Regions from separate parts of the Arachis hypogaea genome. Here region 1 is linked to region 2. Evidence: chromatin contacts called from public Hi-C data. All regions are on one chromosome and are shown on one strand. Each heading gives the region's core, a stretch centred on a gene start, on an enhancer-like site or on the middle of the called end of the contact. The rest is flanking DNA. Distances are from core to core; before and after follow the strand shown. Region 1 has its middle 8.0 kb from the start of LOC112717974. Region 2 holds the start of LOC112716597 (BTB/POZ domain-containing protein At3g05675).

Region 1 (4,930 bases), core at 1,039-3,538, 66 kb before region 2:
TTCTTCCTGACACCACACCCATGTTAAGCATCCAGTCACCCCATATCCACGCCTAACACCAACTACTCTTCAATATCAAAATTAAAAAGCGACATTTTGTTCACAATATCTTTGGCCTACAAATTTGTGGTTGGATCAAAATTTTATTTAAAAATTTATTATATCAATAAATTATTATATACATAAAATAAAATTTAAACTGTTATTATTTATTTAAATAGATTAATAAATTAATTATTAAATTAATTTAAATTAATTTTTCTTTTATATTTTATGCAGAGTATTATAATACGTCGGATAAGTTTTTATTAATTTTATGCAAGAAACAAAAAACACATGTTCTACTCGTTACCAACAAATCTGAATGGCTCTCTTGGATCTAATAGGACAAAGATTAATTACGGTATATCGATTATTTCAGGAATATATATAAAGGGAATCTGAGTTATTACAAATACATTATAATCGCTCATATAATTTTACTAAATATTTTAACTTTTAAGTAATTATTGAGTTGAATGTTGGAGTAATTTTACAACTATTTTACCAGTTTGCGGACATATTTAAAGGCCCTCTCAAAGTTCCACATACCCAACGATCATTGTGTTCGGGAATGCCATTGAAGCCAACATTATTAAATTGGGAAATAAATACTCTCAATTGTTAAAAAAAAATTGAGAATGTAAAGTATGATTTTTAATCTTTTATTATTTTTTTTTTCATATTTATTTTTTATTCCACTTATAAAATTAATTATAGGAGATCACACTTTACTCCTTTAATTGTTAAAAAAAATTGAGAAGATCAATTTCCTTATTAAACCTTGTTTCAAAACTTAAGATTATTAAGTTCTTATATTTTTAAGTCCAAAAAATATAACTAAGATTATAACGTGCCTCGACTAATATTTGGATATTAAGTGCCTGTTTGAGAAGTTTTAAAAGTAATTTTTTTTGAGTTTTTGACTTATGAAAAGTAGTAGTATTAATGTCTGTTGTAATTTTCAAAACCAAATTGCAGCTTTCTAAAAAGCTATTTAGGAGCTTATAGAGAAGTTAAAAAAATAAATTCTCTTATAATACTATTATTTTTTATCACATTTCTATAAAATACACTTTTACAACTAAAAATTTAAACACAAAATAACTTATTTATAAGCTACTTTTAATATAACTATTTATTATTTAAACTATTTTATCAAAATTAGTTTAATTAAACTGTTTATTCAAACTGAGCTTAAGTGAGAATGTAGATAAAAGGTGGTAAAATTTTGAATGAGCAAAAGCGTAATTCAATAATTTACCATCAAGGCAAAATATTTTTGGACAGCAACATAAAGTCCATTTTTTTTGGGTCATGGACTTAGCCCTACAAAACCCGACCTCTCGAGAAAAATGGACTCTCCAAACTCACCCGCCCAAGTTGCAACTCCAAACACGGGGACTTAATGGAAAAGTACGAGGAGTCAATAGAATATTTGTACAATGCATACAATTTAGGGAGTATTAGAGATATAACCATTAGTATTATCTTTTTCTATCAGTGTAAGCGTTTAGGATGAGTGGTATCATGACATAGTTTTAGAGTTTTAGATGCGAAAGATCAAGAGTTCAATCTTTGGTAATTTTAGTACCCGGATGGTTATAAATAAAGCATTGACTCTCTAACAGGAGTGGAGGACTCTTTTCACTTTTATTTCATATTGGGTCTGAAATGTCTGAATATACAAACACATTGGCCGAAGCCCAACAAAACCTAAATACCTAAGTAACTTAAAGTTACGCCACAATGCCTAAAACAACAATAACAAATAAAGCCCAAACTCCTCGAAAAAGTTTTAAAAAATAAAGTACCGAAAAAGAAATAAACTTGGAATATGTCTACTGAAAAGTAAAAAGATTAACTAGGAATACAATCTGGACTAAACAAGAGTGTTATTTATATCAAGTTAAAGTGTATAGGTGTATTGTGTATCTAGGATTAGGAATTGTCCAATCTACCGAAGTATTTAGGATTAGGAATTGTCCCCTGACCTAAAAAAAAAAAGTGTATGGGAGACGGAACTCCATCTTTAATTAATAAAATCGACAAAAAAAAAATTATAATTGTGAATACCCCAATCGGCCAATCAGATTTTTTTTTGGGCATAACTAATCCCAATCTTAAAAGCTAAAATGGACTTTTTGGTTGGTCGAAAATGGTAAGAAGTTGAACTTCTTGTGGGTGACAGATTTTTCACACTCCAAAATGATGTCCATAAAGGAACGCCCTAATGCATAATTAAGGTTAAGGCCCATACAAAAAGACTATATGGCCCAATTAGTTTATTAGAGATATATTATTAGGGTTAGATTATGTAAACATTTCATGAAAAAAAGCATGCAATATTTATCTATTATCTATCCTTTTCTATAATTACCAAAAGAAAATATATTCTTATCTGCTGTATATTTATTGTATATAATGAAAATTGACAAATATTTTATAAATAACTTTTTTTTAATTTTGTTATCATATATATTCAAAAAAATATTTTTTATTATTTTAAAAATTAAACAATCTTTTTGTAAAAATATAAAATATTTATTATCTTAACTAATTTCATATTTATTATTTTTTCACATACTTATTAAATAAAACAGTATCTATTAAAATACTAACATCAAAACTATTATTATTTTATTAGTTGGTTTAAACATGTTGGGGAGAACAAATGAAGTATATATGGTCTATGTATTATAGTCTGCAAACATTATTGCCGAAGGTGACAATAATAATAGCTCTATTGAAGAGTTTTAACTTTTAATTGTAATATGAGTCTGTTTAGGAAGTAGTAATTTTTTTTAATTATAAAAAATTACATTAGATGTTTGGTATTATTTTTAAAAAATATTTTTAATTTTTCAAAATTTAATTTAGAATTTTTAAAAAAATTAAAAAATAAGACTTATATCCTTCTCAAAAATTATTTTTATCATTTTTATTTAAAAAAATAACTTTAAAATAAAAGAGATCATTGTGTTATTTTTATTCACGACTCTATGAAAAGTATTTTTTATTTTTGTTGGAAACAATGGCCCTCCACTCTCGTTTTCATACAATGTTCCATCTGTTAAAAGTAATGACCTTCCACCACTATTTTTACGTAATGTTTTATCTGTTGGGAGTACTAATCCTCCACCACTCTTCTCACACAATGTTCTTGTTCCAAGAATTACCTGGAACGTTGATTTGGTCCTAAATGTGAGGTCTAGATCCCTTAGTATAGCAGCGTCTGACTTCTTTGGTGTCGAGATGTCGCCTGTCCGAATTCCTCGTGAGGAGGTGGGGGATGGTACTTGCAAGAGACTCCAATGTTTAAGTTATCAAGGGCTTTAAACAGGTTTTTAGTACATTAGAACGTGAGTTATACATGGGGACTCCAGTGTATTTATAATAGAGTTGCTAACCACCTTTGTTGGAGTAGTTCTATCTTTTCTGATTGATAACTATTCCTTTTATCTTGGGAGTCTATTAAGATCTCCCTTCTAGAGATAGCGGAGAAATATTTGGAGCCAGTTACTCGTTAGGTCAAGTAGAGCTAGTCTTTTTTGTTGATGTCCGACCTCTTTAAGAGGTCGGGCTTTACCGTAAAAGGCCACTTTATTAGTGGGCCTTTTGTCTTATTGGGCCTGGCTTTTATTTGTTGGGTTATGGTATGAACAGTGTCTCTACTTGAATCTAGATCCTTTTATGAGTCAGGGTCAAGCATTTCACGGCTTCTGTTGTGGACGTTGGGCTTTAGCACTTCGGTCTACCCGACGTGTTTGAAATTTTAAACGTTAATGGTGCTTTTCATGAGGGGCGAACGTTGCGCGGTAGTTGCTATTTAGAATGCACGCACGTTTAAAGAGGAGTATAAGAGCTGTTTTTGGTTTATTGTCTCTTATAAGGGGGACTTTTTGGCTCTTCTTCTCCTTGTTGTTGTTTCTAAGAAGATTGCTTTTGTTTTTCTTCACAAAGAACTTTTCTGTGTCATTTCGATTGCTTCTGTTTCTTCCAAGATTTTTTTTATCTTGGTCTTTGAAGATTTTTGCATTCTTCGGCGTGAAGGAGATCGTCCGTGTTTTCTGCTGTTTTAGACGTGCTCTTCCTTTTTCACACTCTTTTTTCGATGTTGGTTTTCGTTTTCTCTTTCTCTCGAACTCTCATTTCTGATTGCCTAGGATTTGCTTTATTGTTCTATTGAGCTTTTACCTTTACTGTTATCGCTGTTTTTCCTTTTTGTTAAGAAAAGGCCTCTTTTTACATTCTAACTTTCTTGCGAGTTTGATTCTTGAAACATTTAAGAACGTTTAATAATAAAAGATCATGAAAAGATTTTCCTTTCTGCATTACTGTGACTGTGGCTGTTACCCTTTTGTATTGTGTTCTCCCAAATGGTGTCGCTTTAATGTTGCATTGGAAAGACACCATTTGATTGTTCTGTATGAAAAATCTCTAACAAGAGGGTTACCTGAAACGTTTATTTGGGCCTGAACATGAGGTCCAAATCCCTTAGTATGGTAGCGTCCAACTTCTTTGGTGTTAAGGTGCCGCCTATCCAAATTCCTCGTGAGGAGGTGGGGGGTGGTACCTGCAAGAGACTCCAATGCTTAAGTTAGCAAGGGTTTTAAGCAGGTTTTTAGTATATTAGAATGTGAGTTATACCTGAGGACTCCAGTGTATTTATCATAGAGCTGCTAACCACATTTGTTGGAGTAGTTCTAACTTTTCTGATAGATAACTATTTCTTTTATCTTGGGAGTCTATTAGGATCTCCTTTCTAGATGCTGCGGAGAAATATCCAGAGACAATTACTCGTTAGGTCAAGTAGAGTTGGTCATTTTTGTTGATATCTGACCTCTTTAAGAGGTCGGGCTTTACCGTAAAAAGGGCCACTTTATTAGTG
Region 2 (5,252 bases), core at 1,581-4,080:
ATAACATTTATCTTTGAAAAAAAAAGATATTAACTCAAGTTAAATCGCAGATAAATGATACTTTTATAACGGAATTTAAGTATTCTTGGAGATATTTGTCCGAATTCTAATGGACGGATCAGTGGTAATAATAATAATAATAATAATAATAATTTGGTCCATAAGTCTGTCAAATATGTATTTATGTACAACTAAATCAACTTTCTATATATAGAAAAAAATTAAAATGATGCAATAGACAATATTATATACATAGTGACGTATAATATAATAGAGTCATTGTTCATGTATGTGGCGATGTACAAAACTACGTCTACGTACATATATGAATGGCAAGTTGGCAAATTGGGGGAGAAAGAAAACAAAGAGGAAGGGAGTGGAAAGATGCGTTTAAAAATGATAAGAAACAAATAATTAATAGCCAATCAGAGATATATACGATATCATCATGATATGGTTGGTGGCACTGGCAGATGTGCGAGGGGGTAACTCACCATCGATATTTCAGACGCTCTCGTATTTGATTATTTTAGATCAAAATCGTGAAAGGATTATAATCATTATTGAATTAAAACAGTGAAATTTATTATATATGATAAAAATTGTAAATCTAATAGTAATTAATTTATTATTTTTTATTTCAGAAGAGTCAAATTCGTTTATTTATCTTTATATAAAATATAAGATCATAGAAAATGATTGATATATACTTATTTCATAGTTTAAATTTTTTCGTATGAGTTAGCTTTGAGTATAAGAAATGAATGTGCATCGAATAAATAATAAGGGAATATTTACGTGAAGTTGTTTTCGTATGAAATTAGTAATTAAGAATTATATTAGATAATTTAATAAATTTAATTAGATAATTTAACGATCTTTAATTATTAATTTTTTTATATAAAAATAACTTTATATAAATTTTTACTGAAATAATATATAGTTATCGATAAATAAATAATCATTATTTCTTTTTTTTGTTTATTTTACAAGAACGGAAAATATATATTTTATGTAAAATAATATTTTGCTGAATTTTTTCGTAGAAGATAATTTTTTTTAAACAAAAGCCATACGATAATTATAGATAACAAAAAAAATTAGTCTAAAAAAAACTAACAAATTGATCTTTTTCACGATGAACTAAAATCTGAGAGTAAATCTAATATTTAATTTTAAAAATCTTAAAAATAAGACTAAGAATAAATGAGTTTCTTTAGTTTTTATATCAACATAAAAAGTATTGTAACATTCTGAAATATCTTTTTCTTTTAAGATTCTGAATTTTTTTTCTTGATGTAACAATGTTTCATGAATAAAAGTTAACAAAAATTCACGCATAATTATTTTTATGTAAAGTTGCTAGTTAAAAATTATTAAATAACAATGAGGTTAATATCAATTCGGTATCCATAAGATTCTGACGCTGATAAAATAGTATTCGAATAAATGTTATCGATAAAATAGTCTTTGATTGATTTTAAAAATTGACAAACATGTCTTTAGAAGTGTCCATTTCTAACGAAAAAGTGCTTAAGTGACCACTATATTTTAATAATATGACATATTTCTTTAGTTAATTATTGAATTGCCTTTTATAATTAATTTTTAACAATTACTAGCTGTATCCTCAATTTTTTTGCCATGGCTCCTCCCCTCTCACTGCTTCCCGTATTCACTCTTGTTGGAAAATGTGCTTCTACTACTCCTTTTATTGTCATTTGCCACCTTCCTTCCCCTACCAAACTCCCCCCTCTCACTCTCAAGGTTATCGCAGAATTGTCGTCGCGCACCTACGACCCAATTCAAGGAGGACGTTGCCATCACGTGCCTGACCTATTCCGAGGAGAACGTCATCTTCGCGCACTTGAGGAGAATCATCAGAGGCAGAAGCATCGCCTTTCTTTGTTGCATCAGAGGAGAATCATCTTCGTCGTCGTCCAGCAAGATTGTTAGAGGCATAATCGTCTTTGTTACAATCCGGTCACTATCGCCGCCTCCAATAAGACCGTTCTTAATCGTCGTTGTCAGCTTCTTTATTGTTGGTCGCTCTTTCTTCCAGTAAGTCAGTCTCTTTGCATTTCATTTTTTGAATGTAAACAAAATTAAATTAGTTTGTGCTAAATTTTTATTTATGGTGTTACTTGATGCTGATGAACAAATTTGTATTTCTAAGGTTGCTGCTGAATTGATTTTTTATTGTTTTTCAATTTTTTTTTATTTTTTTTTCTGATTTGAGAAGATCATAGAATTGAGGGTGTCGTTTTCTTCAAACTCGCTCAAACAAATAAAGCAAGTCATTGACTTATTTTTGGAAGAGTAAAACTTAACGTTGATGACACAGCAAAAAAAGCGACGCATACGAGAGAAACGATGATGATCAAGAAGGTGGAGATGTGATAGTTGCTATGATTCAAGACATTTGAAAGTAGTGGTGGATTCAAAATAAATGACCATTCATCTTTAGAGTTCAGGACAAAGAATAACCCAATTTTTTACCTTACAATTATTAAAAATTAATTAAAAAATCCAACTCAATAATTAATTAAAAAAATATGTCATATTATTAAATATGGTATCTATATCAGCATTATATTTGTTAGAGATGTACCCTAACAAATTTAGAAACACATTTGTCAACTTTTAGAATATTTTAAAAGTCATTTTATTGATAATATTATTCAAGTATTATTTTATTAATGTCAAAATCTTTTAGATATTGAATTGTTATTTACCTCAATAACAATTTAACTAAATATATTAAATTATCTAATAATTCTCGACTAATAACTTTACATAAAAATAAATATACACCATAAAAAGTAACATGTTGCTGAATATGGAATTCACTAAGAATACTAAAAAGAATTGGGAAATGAATTAAATCAAGGGTTTTGTTAACTGCCGGTTAGCAGTTGAGAAAAGAAACAAAAGGAATACTGGATAAATAGAAGAAAGAAGGTAACAAACTTAAATGTTCCCCAAAAAAAAAAAAGAAATTGAGAAATAATAGAAAACAGAGTGTGAGTGAGGGAATGAGTAGGAAGATAACAAAGTTTGGTTGATCTATTCGGTTCCTTCATCCTCTGGCTTTTCTTCCAATCCAACCAGCCGCCATCAAACGAAGCGGTGCTCTTTTACAACAACCACCATCCTTTCTTATTTTCGTGTCGGTACGATGTATTTTTTGTTTCTTCTCTCTAATACCCCCATTTCCACTTAATTACTTACTTTCCTTATTTGGACCCCTTAAACCCTCCAACATTTCCTTCTATTCCTTACTAAATTACTCATCCAACAAGGTAGTTACTTTGATATTGTTTGTTTCTTTGGTTGATTTGATTGTTTTGTATTGCATGTCTTGTTTTGAGCCACTGTTCTTGCTAGATCCAAATGGAGACTTTAATTGTTGTTGTGTGATTGTGCAGCTGCTAAGATGCGGAAACAACTTGCTACATAGTTCTGTCTTCATTTCAATGGATCCTGCTGTAAGTTTTTTCTCACCATTTCAGTAATCATAATTTATCTTGTTGCCTTTTGTATTTTTAAGAGAATTTAATAATTAGATTCTATGGGCTCTTATTCAGTTGTTAATTCTTTCAATTTCTGAAACTGGCTTCATGGCTACATTAATGCACTACATTAAACTTTTAAATGCTTGAGTGTAGTTCTTAGGTTGAATTCAGACTTGATTTAGGGACAGTTAAATTCTTTATTATGGTCTGAGGAAGTTATGTTGTTCTGTTTCTTTCAGGATAAAGAAGAAAAGACTACCCATGTAATTGGGGATCAACCAACCAGTGATGTTGTGGTGAGGCTTCGCACACAGGAAGGTCGAGACGATTGGCTGTACTGCCACTCTGAGATTCTTACCAAAAATTGCAAGTATTTCGCCGACCGGCTATCTGAGAACTGGCCAACATGTCAGATCCTTGGTTCTCGTCACTGTGTCGATGTCTATTGCCAAGAATTGGATTTTGATTACCATGTGAATCTCATACGCCTTCTATACGTTAACATTGATGATTCAGGTGACGATATGTGGCATGGTGTTAGAAATGCGCTCGGCATTCTTCAGGTGGCAGTTGAGCTTGAATGCCCCCAAATTGTTACTGCGTGTGTGAACTACTTAGAAGCAGTCGCATGGGAGGAGGCCGAGGAGGAGGAGATATTGAGACTTGTACCTCGAATGGGGTTACAAGCAGAGCCTATTCTAGCTAGACTTCAGCCGGTCAGCCAGTCAGCTTTGACAAACATCTTTGTCTCGGCTATTCGATTTGCCACATCATCTCCTCCACCCGAAATGAATGATCTCAAGTCTTCAGCGCAAGAGCAGCTCGAGTATATGATAACTGAAGATGATGATGCTCCTTTATTGACAGCTGATGACAACATAAGACACGAGGTCATAGACTGTTTAAACAGATTGTTCTCTAGGTTTAACAACTCAGTAATAGCTCCATTCTGTGATTCTGCAGAATCGCTCTCTGAGGCAGGGAATATTCAGTTGTTTCTGTCATATTTGACTGATTTGTCATGGGTCTCGCAGATACTTAGTAAGTTGGAGATAATGAGAGAACTTGTTGAGTATTGGTTTGATGTATCAGAAAAGATTGTGAAGGTGCTTGAGCAAGGAAGTTCTGCGAAGGAAGTAACCGAGATGAAGCTCCGGGCAATTGAGGTGACATCAAAGGTTCTAGAGGCAATCGGGTATGGTAGTGTCATACTGCCAACTGCAAAACGGCTTCAGATTTTGAAAGTGTGGCTTCCATTTGTGAGGGTTACAAAACCGATGATCGATTCTGCCATAATGAATGGTGAAGATGGCATGGTGATTAAGATGGATGGAGAGCTATGGCAATCCCTAGAGTCTTCTTTTGTTTCCATTATTCTTGCGTTACCGTCTGCAGATCAGGCAGAGGTTTTAACTGAATGGTTGGAAAATGAGTGTATCCGGTATCCGGACCTAACTGAGGCATTTGAAGTATGGTGCTACAGGTCTAAGGTAGCTAAGAGAAGATTGTCATTGCTAGGGGATGATCATGCCATGACCAACTCCATTTGAAAATTTCAGATTCAGTTTCTTTCTAATGAACTATTTAGAACTGCTTATCCAAAGATTCCTATCAAGGCATTTAGAAGAGAATATGAACCCTTTTTTTCCGGCTTGTGAATGGAAATTTTGGTAGGAGCCATCCAAATCTGATCATCTCCATTCACTACAACAGTTCAATGTAAATTGCATTGTAGAT

Evidence for each region. A called contact is a pair of places that touch in the nucleus more often than the background predicts.
Region 1: a contact with region 2 is called in a Hi-C map of an unstated tissue, with 4 times the contacts expected there. The contact joins the enhancer-like site here to the promoter of LOC112716597 in region 2. A contact is called at or near these places in 4 of 8 Hi-C or Micro-C datasets (leaf and an unstated tissue).

The regions. Positions count from the first base shown.
Region 1 is chr10:111,662,704-111,667,633 of arahy.Tifrunner.gnm2.J5K5, reverse strand. No RefSeq gene overlaps it. Among protein-coding and RNA genes, the nearest start is that of LOC112717974, 8.0 kb to the left of the region's middle. Within about 2 kb of position 2,288, at least 3 of the 3 cell types and tissues checked have open chromatin away from gene starts, as enhancers often do.
Region 2 is chr10:111,596,507-111,601,758 of arahy.Tifrunner.gnm2.J5K5, reverse strand. LOC112716597 (BTB/POZ domain-containing protein At3g05675) reads left to right here and starts at 2,830. Exons shown (of 3, transcript XM_025768531.3): 1 at 2,830-3,302; 2 at 3,429-3,488; 3 at 3,755-5,252. The coding sequence starts at 3,477. The coding sequence ends at 5,065.